2 separate regions of the Sus scrofa genome follow, and region 2 is linked to region 1. Evidence: chromatin contacts called from public HiChIP or PLAC-seq data. All regions are on one chromosome and are shown on one strand. The core of a region is the stretch at or near the end of the contact, and the rest is flanking DNA. Distances in the headings are between cores, read along the strand shown.

What was found. HiChIP or PLAC-seq counts read pairs in DNA pulled down with a chosen protein or histone mark.
Region 2: a contact with region 1 is called in an H3K27ac HiChIP or PLAC-seq map of skeletal muscle. The contact joins two enhancer-like sites. A contact is called at or near these places in 1 of 47 Hi-C or Micro-C datasets (skeletal muscle) and 2 of 2 datasets of contacts at active chromatin or transcription factors (alveolar macrophages and skeletal muscle).

What each region holds. Positions count from the first base shown.
Region 1 is chr1:164,960,326-164,966,704 of Sscrofa11.1, reverse strand. It overlaps LOC110261941 (a long non-coding RNA gene), which reads left to right. Exons shown (of 3, transcript XR_002346356.1): 3 at 2,421-4,793. Among named protein-coding and RNA genes, the nearest start is that of SMAD3, 35 kb to the left of the region's middle. Within about 2 kb of position 2,749, at least 42 of the 83 cell types and tissues checked have an H3K27ac peak or open chromatin away from gene starts, as enhancers often do. A contact at or near this core is called in skeletal muscle, where this site is marked.
Region 2 is chr1:165,113,211-165,119,589 of Sscrofa11.1, reverse strand. It overlaps SMAD3 (SMAD family member 3), which reads right to left. Exons shown (of 9, transcript NM_214137.1): 7 at 4,938-5,075; 8 at 2,159-2,303. Among named protein-coding and RNA genes, the nearest start is that of AAGAB, 77 kb to the left of the region's middle. Within about 2 kb of position 3,184, at least 29 of the 83 cell types and tissues checked have an H3K27ac peak or open chromatin away from gene starts, as enhancers often do. A contact at or near this core is called in skeletal muscle, where this site is marked.

The DNA.
Region 1 (6,379 bases), core at 1,500-3,999:
ATTCTTTCCTTCCTTCCTTCCTTTCTTCCCTCCCTCTCTTTCTCTCTCTTACTCTCCCTCTCTCTTCTTCCTTTTTTTCTTGTTTGGCCACTCTGTGGCATGTGGAAGCTCCCATGCCAGGGATCAGACCTGAGCCTCAGTTGTGATCTACACCACATCTGTGGCAACGCTGGAGCCTTAACCAACTGTGCTGGGCCAGGGATTGATCCAGAGACACTGACAATCCCAATGTGCCACAGCAGGAACTCCTAAATTCTAAGATTAATGTGTCTTGAGGTTTCCTTTTGCAAAGAGCTCTGAGCAAGATAAGGGATAGTATTTTCAATAAAAATGGGACAGTTACCATGGCTGCCTTCTCTGTGAGCCTGCATCTGACATCTCCTGGAAAGAAGCCAAAGGGCTCTAAGGGAGAGCCAGTGCTCCCATCCAGGCCCCGAGCTTCCTGACTGCCTGACCTGCGCCAGGAAAGGAAGGCTTTTCACTCCCTTCCCGCCTGCTCTCCTTCTCCCTGTTCAGGTCATCCCCTAAGCCGGGCTTTCTGCCTAAGTCGTTTCCTGTTTCCTGTTGCCTGAACATTTATCTCTCGCACATTCATGCTTTTTTCTCCTATCATCCTCTGCCTGGAATACTTCTTCCTTCCAGAATCCCCCTGGCAAACTCCTGCATGTCCTTCAAAACTCACTTCCTTTCTCTGGCCTTCCCTGCCCACCCCCCATCCCCCGCCCCCACCAAGTTCTCCCCTGCTTCTGGAGGGCTGTGTACCACCCTCTCTTCTGGGATGTGTGACGGTGATAAGGGTGACAGTGATAGCGATGAAGGTGGCAGGACTTATATACCAACATCGTGTTATGCACTAGGCACACGTTAAGTGCTTCACAAGCGTTTTTCAGTTAATTTTTACAACCATACAAGGAAGTTGCCATTTGCCACCCCCATTTTATAGAAAGGGAAACTAAGGCAGAGACAGGTGAGACGATGTGCTACAGCCACACAGCTAGAAGCAAAAGGGCCGAGGTTTGTACACAGGGAATCTGTCTGCAGAACCAGCACCCACAACTATTATGCCAATCCGCTTCCCTGTATTATTATTTCTATTTTTATCATTATGATTATTAAAAAGTGATGATAGATTTGTTTCCTTTGTCCTTGCATCCAGGGCCTGGCTCCAGGCTGGACACCCAGGGAGCACTGAAGGGAAAAAAACTGCCACTGTTCATTCTGGGCAGTTCATTCAGCTCAGCATAAATGAGTCAAAGCTCATTTCAAAGGTTTCTTCCTCTCTGAATCACTCCGACCAGATTTGAGAGTTCCTTTCATTGAGGCCCCTTATGGCTTTACACTTTTCCAGTGGCTTTTTTTTTTTTTTAGGGCGGCACCTGTGGCATATGGAAGTTCCCAGGCAAGGGGCTGAATTGGAGCTACAGCTGACGGCCTACACCACAGCCACAGCAACATGGGATCTGAGCCGGGTCTGTGACCTACAGCTCACCACAATGCTGGATCCTTAACCCACCAAGTAGGCCAGGGATTGAACCCACGTCCTCATGGATCCTAGCTGGGTTCGTTACTGCTGAGCCATGATGGGAATTCCCTCCAGTGGCATTTGTGGTCTTGCAGTGCCCACATGCCCAAGTACACACACACACACACACACACACACACACACACACACACACACACACATGCATGCACTCTGAGGATCCTTCCAGAGGGTGCAAGAGGAGCTGCCATATGGTGAAGCCCTACTATATATGCTAATGAGCATGCTGGGGACTGACATACCTTAACTCACTGAACCTTCACTTAATTGAATGCGGTGGGCATTGCTATTCCCACGCCACAGACAAGGAAAAAGCAAGGTTCAGAGCTGCTACGGGACCAAGCTGGGGGTTGATTCCATCACTCTCTGGCTCCAAAACCCATTCCTTCCTCCTCCCACATTTTCCTCATCCAGTCTCCTGCATCCCTGGATTTCCCAGCCCTAAATCCACGACACCAGGCTTGGCACACAGTAGGCCCGCCATAAATGTGTGCTAAATTGAAATGAACTGGATGGTGTGGGTGGTCCAGGAAAAATGTGCCACGACTCAGGCATTTCAAGTGAAATGCATAGTTTTCAGCCCAAGCATGGAGGAGCCCGCTATTTTTGGATGGCCTTGCACAAATGTTGTGTGGGCTTCCTTTTTGCTACTAAATGTCACTGCGTTAGTTTCCTAGTTTCATTCTCCTGCCTGGGCTGGGGAGGATTATGCAACCAGAGTCTAGGAATGAGTCATCACTGGCTCAGCTGCCAAACTGTCCACAATTGCCATGATATGGTACAGTCTTTTTTCCTTCCAGGCTATTTGTGGGTGGTTTTGTTTAACTTTTACAGTCTTTCTTCTCTTCCAATTTTGCTTCTCCCCATCTTTTTCTTTGAGGGTATGGCCCAAGGGTACTGAAGGCCTTCAAAACTCTGGCCACTCTGCATTTGTGAGTACAAGTCCGTCTACCTTCTGTGAAATCCATACGGGGAAGAAAATCCTCTGGTGAAGATATCATGAGGAGCTGACCCACAGAGAAGAGTGGACCGTCTTCGCAGGGTGCACAGGGGTTTCCCTCCACTGGACCAGCTGCTGCCCCCACCCCCTTCCCTGCAAGCCTGCTGGCAACAAAACTGGACGTGAGCACCCCAAACCATAGCTGTGCCCTTCACACTCCTTCCATGAGCCTGTTTCCTGGATGTGTTATGACTGCTGTGTACTTCCGGCAGGACCCAGTGGCCTTGAGCCAGAGCAGCTCTGGGCCAGGCCCCAGCCCTCACAGGATGAGCAGAGTAGACTCAGCTGCAGGGGCCGGCAGCTGTGGGCCACACAGGAGGGCCAGGCCTGGTGCTCAGGTCAACTAATGGGTATGCAGTCCTCGGTGGGTGCCAGGCACAGTGCTGGGCCCCCCAATGGGAAGGGTGACCCAATATCCTGCTGTCTAAGTGCCTCCTTATACGCACTGATTGGTCTGTGAACCAAGGCAAGGTAGGACTTGGAGGTGAAACCAGTAGCTCCACATGGGAGGAGTGGGAAAGGTAGAAACAGGAGCTGGCACAGGAACCTTTCTAGGTGAAAAAAGGCTACCAGCAAGGCTCAACCCAGTGTTCAAAGGAGGACTGTCAGGCCCTGGGGATGGGTCAGGAAGAATGGCTAGCTAGGATCACCATATGAGCAATAGTTGATCGTTTGCAGAGCACATTCTGTATGTGCCCTCAAACGATGCTGTGAAGCAGGTCCCGATCCACCCAGAGGCAGATGCAGAAAGAGGCAGTCCTGTCTGCCCCTCTCCCAACTCTTTCAGGTGGAAGCAGGGGTTTACACCCAAGAGAGGAAAGAACCCTGGATTAGAAGGGAGAGGGGTCGGGCCTAGAGTCTTGGCAGCTCGTGCCATGGGCACATGGGCAACTCTCTTAACCCTTCTGAACCTCAGTCTTCTCGCCTTTAAGATGGGGCCAAGCAAATAACTTAGAAGTGAGCTAAGGGTGGTTCATATAATGTGTGGTGTCATTCCCCTGCCTGACACTCTCCAAGGGCTCCCCATCTCAGTCAGAGAAAAATCCAAAGGGCTCACCCTGGCCCAGGAGCTTGCATGGTCTGCCTCATCCCTCCCACTGCCCCTCTGACCTGATCTCCCACCCTGCCCTGCTGTACCCGTTTTCCAAACACACCTGGCTCCCTGCAACCTCAGGGCCTTTGCACGGCTGTTTGCCTTGCCTGGAGCACTCTTTCCCTGGTACAGCACCGTCTCACTTCTCAGGTCTTTGTTCAAACATCAGCATCTCAGGGAGGCCCTTCCGAGAACCTCCTAAAAGGTACCATCTCTTCCCCAGACACTTTGTCTCCTCCCTCCACTAAAATACTAGCTCCATGAAGGGAGGACTTTTTCTGTTTTGTTCTCTGCTTGTACCTCCAGTGGCTGTATAATGCCTGGGGACACAGAGTAGATGCCCCATCAATATTCTCTGAATGAATCAAATAGAATCAGTAAAGAGGGCTTAGTCCTGTTATCCTAGAGTCTAAAGAGCCAACCCCATTTCTAACATCCTGACCCCACTAAGGCCAAGGTCTTGGGATCTTCAAAGCATGATCTCACAGAGGAAAGTGTAGCCTCTTCTCTCTCAGCTGTTCTGAAACCTCAGTTTGATAAAACAGAGCATCAATTTATCATGCAGCGGATGGCTGCATTTTGAACATCATGCTAATGGCTTTCCAGTGAGAAAATGGGCACTTAGCCCCTGTCATCAGAATCAAATGGGGTGAGAGAAGCTCCTTCAAATGCCCATTTTCCTAAAGGGAGAAACAGTCAGTTTGCAAGAAACAGGCAGTTTTTTACGACTAGCAGCGGTGGCAAGCCCAGCACCCTCCCGTGTGTCTGTCCAACAGAGGAGCAGGTTTGGAGTAGGACTATGTCTCCCTCCCTGAACTTGACTGGCAAGCACTTGAGAGCTGCAGCCGGCTGGGAGAACGCCGGCTGACCCTGCGACCGCGAGAGTCCCAGGAGTGGGTTCCTCTGGGGATCCTTTTTAAAGCTGATTGTTCCCTAAGTGATAGTGCATTTTTAATCTCTTCCTTTTGAAGACCAGTCTTTTTCCTTAAAAGGAGAGCCTAGCTAATGCTTCCATGAAAGTGTTAGTTTCCCTTTTGTAAAAATTCTAGATTTTTAAGATATTCTTCTTCTCTCTCCTTACCTCCCCTGCCAACTTTTCTTCCTGAATAACTAATGCTGGGGGGGGGTGGAGGAGGGAGATCATTATATTTTGGTAACCAATTCACTTCACTACAATGCATATATGTATATATTTCATATATTGTATTTATAATATATAAATGTAATATATATTTATAATTCATAGATTTTAAAATCTCTTTTCCTTCTCACAATCTTCCACCACTACTACCTTTGTTCATTGAGTGTTCTGAAGATTCCAGGTAGAGGTCAGGTATAGCTGAAAACTAGTAAAATAGAAATGTATAGGAGTTCCCCTGTGGTGCAGTGGGTTAAGGATCCCACGTTGTCACTATGGCGGCTCAGGTTCCTGCTGTGGTGCAGGTTTGATCCCTGGACCAGGAACTTTCTTTTCTTTTTTTTGTCTTTTTGGCCGTTCCCAGACCAGGGATCAGATCTGAGCTGCAATTGCAACCTATGCCACAGCTGTGGCAATGAGGGATCCTCAACCCACTCTGCTGGGCTGGGGATCAAATCTGTGTCCCAGTATTCCCAAGACATGCTGATCCTGTTGTGCCACAGTGGGAACTCCCCCAGGAACTTTCAAACATGCTGCGGGGGGGAAAAAAAAGAAATATATACTCCCCAGTGTTCGCCAGTGTCCTTGGTGGACAGAAGGCTGGCTGAGGCCCCTCAAGCAACCAGCAGCAAACCTGGGTGAGCTGAGGCCGAAGCGCCAGTCAGAGAGCAGGCAGGGAGCCCAAACCGGGTCCTCCAGCAAAAGCTGAGTCTGAGCAGCCAGGGCGTCTGCCAGGAGGGGGCCGGCAGCTTTAGGATCTGAGTTTGGAGAGGCTGAAAGGGAGGCAAGCCCAGGAAGGTGAGCTGCTAACCCCCTCCAGGTGGACAGCCAGAGCTCCTGGTCCCTGTGGGGCTCAGAGACACAGTTCGGCAACCGAAAAACCAGCAAGCTACCGCCAGGGAGGCACTGTGCCTCTGGCAGAGGCCAAGGCCCCACAGCGACATGGGACTTCCTGATTCCATCACACGTGATGCCAAGGTGCAAATGTTACTCTATGTGAATGGATTGGCATCCACACTCATACGAACAGCTACACAGTGGAGACTCTTATCCCACAAATACTAACAGTAACAATAAAACCTTCCCGAGCGTTTTTATTGCGTAACAAGCATGGCTCCAAGTGCTTAATGTAAGTTAGTCACTTATTCTCTGCAACAACCCTATGGGTAGGTGTGGATACTACACCCAGTTTATTTTATTTTATTTTGGCTGGGGCATGTGGAAGTTTTTTTTTTTTTTTTTTCCCATGGCATGTGGAAGGTGCTGGGCCAGGGATCAAACCTGCGCCACAGCAGCAACAAGGCTGGATCCTTAACCTGCTGTGATCCCCAAGAGAATGCAATACTATACCCATTTTAAAGCTGAGGAAACAGGCAGCTAGAAGGTAGGTGAGTTGCTCCAGGTAGAGCTGGTGATGAAGCCAAGTGGTCTGACTTGAAGCTTTCTCAGCCTTGGCACTATTGATGGTGTTGGGACAGGTTCTTCGGATCATTCTCTGTGGAGGGGGGGCTGTCCTATGCATTGTAGGAGGTTTAGCAGTAACCCTGGCCTCTAGGTGTCAGTGGTACCTCCTCCCTCACCCAAGATGTGACAACCCAAAGTGTTTTC
Region 2 (6,379 bases), core at 1,935-4,434, 150 kb before region 1:
CGGTTGCTGTGATGGGCCCCCAGTGGAGAAGCTCCAGCCCAAGCAAAGGTCTCCCTGGCCCCCCTGTCCTGAGCAGACACCTACAGCTCCCTGCCTTCAGCCCCAGCAGGCCACGATGACGTGCGTCTGTCTGATCGAGGGGTGTTTTTTACAAAGCGCCGACAGAGTCCACATGCCGTCGGTCCCCGATGTGCTGATATAATTCCCATCTATGGCCTTATTTTGGAAAATCTTACGAGCAGAGCAAGCCATGGAACAATTACTGGAAAAAACTGAGGCACACCACACGTTTCTTTTCCCCAAAGCACTTTGTCTAAATTCGGGCTGGTTGATGACGCAGCTCGCAGGCGAGCTCCCAAAGGCCTCCTGAGCAAAGGCTATCTGCTGAGGCCGGAGGCGCTGGTGCCAGCTGGAGGTGAGAGGCCTGGGCCCTGGGCCCTGCTTTTGGCCACCTCACAGGAAGGGATGAAACCTTACTCTCCTTGGCCCAGGAGGCAGAAGGAAGGCGAGACTGTTCTGGGAAGGGGCCGCACAGCCAGTTAGGCTGCTCCACCGTGCTGCCAGGTGGCAGTGACGTGGGCTGCACAGCACTGGGTGTGCTGGCCGTATGTCCTGTGTGGTGACACAGTGCCCCCAGGGAAAGGCTTCTGCCAGCAAGGGGCCACTTCTCAAGCACTTGAAGCTGGAGCACTGTGGTGCTGCACCCAGGTCAAGAACCACAGGCCTGAGGGCAGCAGCATCCTTGCTTGGCCACGCTTCGCCCAAGTGGAAGGTTAGCAATGGGCTTCTGGGCTCAGCCCTGCGGTGCCTGCCTGACCTGGGTGCCCAAGTGTGGCCCTCCGGACTGCAGTCTGAGTGGTAAAGAGCACCTGGGCCTCCCTCCCTCTGGCTCTTTTCCCTTGATTCCATCTTTAAGTATCTCCTTTCCCCAGCTTCAAAACAAGACTAATTTTCTAACCTTTCAATTCTTGTTGCCTACATGATTACAGCCAAGGCTAAAGGGTCCCTCAGGTTGGGCCTTTGGGCCTGGGCTCAGCTCAGGCCATATAACTGGGCTGTAAGTTCTCCTGAGGGCTGACCAGTGGGAACGTTGCGCTGGTCATTCATCCCAGATCTCAGACCCCAGAGACCAAGGTGCCACGTCCCCCAGCACTGCGGGGCTGACACAGGGAACAGCAGCTGAAATACGGTAAATGAAAGAGGAGAATTTTATGGACCGAAATCCTCTAATGAGAATCTGACTTTCCATAAGTCATGCTCATCTGGATTTCATTATAAACGGTGGCCCAGAGCCAATATTGAAATGGGTTTGGCTCGGGTGCAGAATGACTGCAAAACAAAATGGATTCCAAACATCTGGAAAAATGAAGCGAAGGGGAGAGTAACTTGCAAGGCCCTGGCTCCAGCTGACGTGTGGGTACCTCTGTGTCTGCCACAGAGCAGGGGGCTGGGCCCACAGACCTGCCCCTTGGGAGACTCCTGTCCAGGTGTGGGGAGAAAAGGAATAGGATTCTTGAAGCCCACCCCAGAACAGTCTGAGAAACTCGAGAGCAGACCAGGGAGACCCCTAACCAGTGCCATGTTGAAACCACTGTCTGAAATTATGAAAAAAAAAAAAAATCATTTCTGAGCAAGTAAGATATCTTCCTGTAGGACTATCAAATCTCCTCGTCCCCTCCCTGCTTCTCAGTTTTAATATCCTAGGTCCTGAGGGTCGCTCCGGTCAGAGATGGAGCCACAGAGGAGGGAAGGAACTCCAGGATGAAGACCCAACTTCCCGGGGAGGGTCATTGTACAAGCAGCTGCCCAAAGCCAACTAGGAGAAAGACACCAAGGGGGCACAGTTCTAGGCTCAGTTTTTCTACAAATGATGTGACTTCAGGCAAGTGGCTTGCCCTCCCTGGACCTTGGTTCCCTCATCTGTACGAAGGGGACCATGCCCATGTCCCTGCCCAAGGTTGTAGTGAGGCTGAAATGGGACTGTGTGCATCCAGCGCCTGAGAAAGTCAAGTGCTAGGCGAGCACTGCTCAGCCCTTCCTCACCCAGTGGGGCTCAGCTGCCCACTGATCCCTGGCCCCTCTGCTATTCAGGGTGAGGGCCAGGCTAGCTCATTTCTGGGAAGCCCCCACTCCGCTGTCCAGGTGCCCCAACCCTGACCTGTACTCGGCGCCCCAGCCCTTGACGAAGCTCATGCGGATGGTGCACATCCGTGTCAGCTGGTACACGGCCTCAAAGCCCTGGTTGACAGACTGAGCCAGGAGGGCGGCAAACTCCTGGTTGTTGAAGATCTTCAGGTTGCATCCTGCCAACAGAACAAAACAGTGATTGTGGGCATGGAGAATACCCCTGTCTGGAGCTCCTCCCTCCCCGGGCTGAAGGTGCCCCCCCCATTCACCTGGACGAGTGTTCCCACTCCCTGCCCTTGAAGCCATCACCGCCCTGAAGCGGACGCAGCTGACATGGGTGAGGGGGGAGTTAAACACTGGCCTGTAGGCTCCGAGCCCCAGAGTGGGAATGCTGAGGAAGTTAGCAAGGTGGGCCCAGGAACAAGGGAGATGGGCGGGGAGAGGTGGCCCTGCCCTGGGCAAAGGGGCCAAGGCAAGACTCCAGGGAACAGAGAGAACAGAAGGTCCATGGTGGTGTGGGGTGTGGCGGACAGCCTGGGCAACAGCAGCCCCTGCTCTTGCATGGCGGGAGTGCCGGAGGCAGGCCGTGCCCACAGGAAGCTCTGCAGAGGGTCCCTGGCTGCCCTCCACCCCAGCCTCACTGAGGAAGCCACCTCTGCCGGGGCCGGGAGGGAAAAAGAGGTCTGGGCCACATTTGGCCTTGTGGGCACAAGACTGGGTCAAGGTGACATTCGCAGCAAAGCCAAGGTGTATGCCTAACTCCCCAGGCAGGAAAACTAGAGACAGGCACACATGAAGTTTATAATAAATCTTTTGTTTGAAGTCCTGCCGCCTCTGTGCCAGGAATGTGTCAACCGGAAAAATAAAAGACAAAAAGCACATGCTGGAAATGCCCAAAAGGTGAGCTGAGGTGACACTTGCTAATGGGCCACCCTGGGCCCCTCGGCTTGCTGTGTGACTCTGGGCTGGTCACTTTCTCTTCTAAGCCCTGTGTCTCCCTTGTAAAGGAGAGACTGGCCTCAAAGGCCCCCAGCTCTGACATTCCATGAGCTAACAACCACCACCACAGCCAGCTTTGCCCTCACCAGAGACAAGGAGGGCGGGGTGAAGGGATGGGCACAAAGTCAAGAACGCAGCCTGGCTTCCTCTTCTCGTTTTTCTCTGAGGGGAAGCGGGGTGAAGCAGGGTCAAAGGTGGGCTCCAGCCCCCTGCCAAGCAAGCAGCAAGAAGCACACAGCGATAGGCTCATCCTGGCTCAGCCACTTACTGGCTGTGTGTCCTTAGAAGGTGGCTTAACCTCTCTGAACTTGTCTCTTCAACATGCCTCCCCCTGTAGAGCTAGGGTTACTGGAGGGAACTAAGTGAGACCCGAGATAGACATGTGCTCTGTAAACACAACCATGTGACATCCCGGAAACAGCATCGCTAGGCAACTCAGACTCTGCATTCTTCTTTTTTTTTTGTTTTTGTCTTCTTAAAGGCACCTATGGCATATGGAAGTTCCCTCTGTGCCAGGGTCAAATGGGAGCTACAGGCCACAGCCACAGCCACACCAGATCTGAGCTGCACCTGTGACCCAAACTGCAGCTCACAGCAACCCCAGATCCTTAGCCCACTGATTGAGGCTAGGGATTGAACCACATCCACATAGAGACGTCAGGCCTTTAACCCCTGAGCCATATCAAGAACTCCCAGACTCTTCCTTCTTAAGCTGACCCTGCCAGTGGCCCACTGCTCTCCAGCATCACCTGCTACTTAGCAGGCAGGAAGACATCACACACACACACACACACCCCCACAGGCAACGACCTAAGCTACACACTCTCCCAGTCAGGCACACTGCATGCTCTGCGGCTGCCCGCCCTGGGAAAAGTGGGTTTCGCGGGGGCTTTCTGCCTCCGCTTTTGCTGTGAAAAGGATTTGGATAAGATCACCTCCTGCCTGGTCCTCTACCCAGACCTGGCCCTGTTCAAGCCACCGTCTGGGGTGAGCCTGACTCCTCTTGGAGTACAAGTGGGATTCACAGCCCGACTCAGAAAACCCTCAACAGGGCCCCCAAATAAAAACAAAACTTTCTCACATCTTTCCATGGCTTGGTTCCATCAAACTTTCAAAACATGATCCCTGACTGTCTCTTACAGGGCCTCTGCTGCAGCCAGAGCGCTGCCCACACGTGCCCTGCCCTCCATCACCGCTGGGCCTTTGCCCATAATGTTCCCTCTGCCTGAATGCCCTCACGGTCCCCACCCCATCCCTCTGTGCATCTAATACTTACCCATCCTTCCCAGCCCAAGCTCTTCTCCTCCAAGAAGCTTCCTTGATCCATCCTAATAATTCAATGTGTTTTCCCCCTTAGATCCAAGAGCACCTTACCTGTGCTGCCTACTTGGTGCTTAGCACCCTCCCTTGTATTAAACCCACTTGTATCTTTGCCTTGTACACTGAGATGATGGGTAAGGTCTGTGGGGATAGCAGCAGGGCTTCCTGCTCCCCTCCAGCTCCGCATCTGGAATGGCGGAAGGAAAGAGGGAAGCTAGCCAGCACACCACCTGAGCATCTCTGCACACAGGCAATGAGCAGGTACCCACAGGTGAGAGGCAGATCTGTCAGATGCTGCATCTGCTCCTCAGAGGTTCAGGAAGCTCAGAGTGAGAGAGCAAGCCACAGAGAAAAATCAAGCGAAGCACCTCCAGATTGGCCATGCAAACACCACTGAGGAGAAATGGTAAGAAGAAACCTCCCCTGCATCCGAGGCATGTGCCTTGGAGGAGAGGACCTCAGGGAAGGGGTAGGTGTGTAGGTGGTGTTACCTGGTGGGATCTTGCAGACGGTGGCTGGGTGCCAGCCATAGCGCTGGTTACAGTTGGGTGACTGGACAAAGATGGCGCTGTCACTGAGGCACTCTGCGAAGACCTCCCCTCCAATGTAGTACAGCCGCACGCCTCGCCCTAGAGAAACTCAGGTCAGTCTGGACCAGGCCTTTGGTCCTCACACAGTGGCCCTGGCACCAGCTGAAGAGAGCTACAGCCAATGCTCCAGGTGACTGGTTCTTTGCTGGTATCACCAGGCAAATGGGACCAGAGCCCAAGCCTAAACCCATCAAAAGTGATGGGTGATGCTGGGTTCCTAAAGCTGGGGAGGCTGGTGATGAGCAAAGGGCACAGCTAAGCCTAAACAGCAGCTCCTGCCACTGACCAGGGCCTCAGCCAAGTTACTCAGCCTCTAAGCCTTAGTTTCTTCATCTGTAAGATGGGGATGATACTACCTACACCTCATTGGGTTGTTGTTAAGACACTCAGTAAGGGCCTGACAAGCATTAACTGCTGCTCCTGCTACTTCTACTACTAGGTCCCGACCCGCTCCAAGATTCAGAAATTCACGGAGTCACTGCAGAGCTCTTCCTGAGGCAGCAGATACCCCAGGAGCCCCTCACTGCAGGGATGACTTAATGAATGCCCCTCCACCCCCGTACCTTTCTCTCCTGGAAGCATTTTTCTAAAACATTCCATAGGTTTATATCATTTACTTTCCCTTCATCTCTTAAATCCACTCCAGATGGACAGGAATTATTTTTAAATTGGCTCTGCAATTCAAGTGGTTACATAAACCCTCTGACAATGAGTCTCTGCTCAGCCAGGGGATGTTCTCTTCTCCTGCCTGGAAAGGTCTCTGTTCCCGCTCCTGGGGGGAGAGGCCTGGAGGGCTGGAGAACGGAGCCAGATTTCACAGGCGCAACGTCAAATGGGATGGAAACCAGGGGACTGACTACAGGCCTGCCTCCTCGTCCCACCATTGTCCTCATCACCACCACTCCCCAGTTCTTCCTGGTTCAGTGTTATAGGACTTGGCGTCTCACAGACACCGGGTGCTGGCAGAGTTGGGGGCCACAGGGAGGGCCCCAGCGTTATGTCAGTCAAGAGTAGGAGGCAGAGGAGTTCCCGTCGTGGCTCAGCGGAAACGAATCTGACTGGTATCCATGACGCAGGTTCCATCACTGGCCTCGCTCAGTGAGCTAAGGATCTGGTGTTGCCGTGAGCTGTGGTGTAGGTCAGATGCGGCTCACATCTGGCATGGCTGTGGTGACAGGCCAGTGGCTACAGCTCTGATTTGACTCCTAGCCTGGGAACTTCCATATGCCATGGGTGCGCCCCCTCCCAAAAAAATGATCAGGAGGCAGAGGCACAGGTGGAAAGACCCAGACCCAAAGGACAAAAACATTTGTTCTCGTTTTGATAATTTCTGACATATTTTA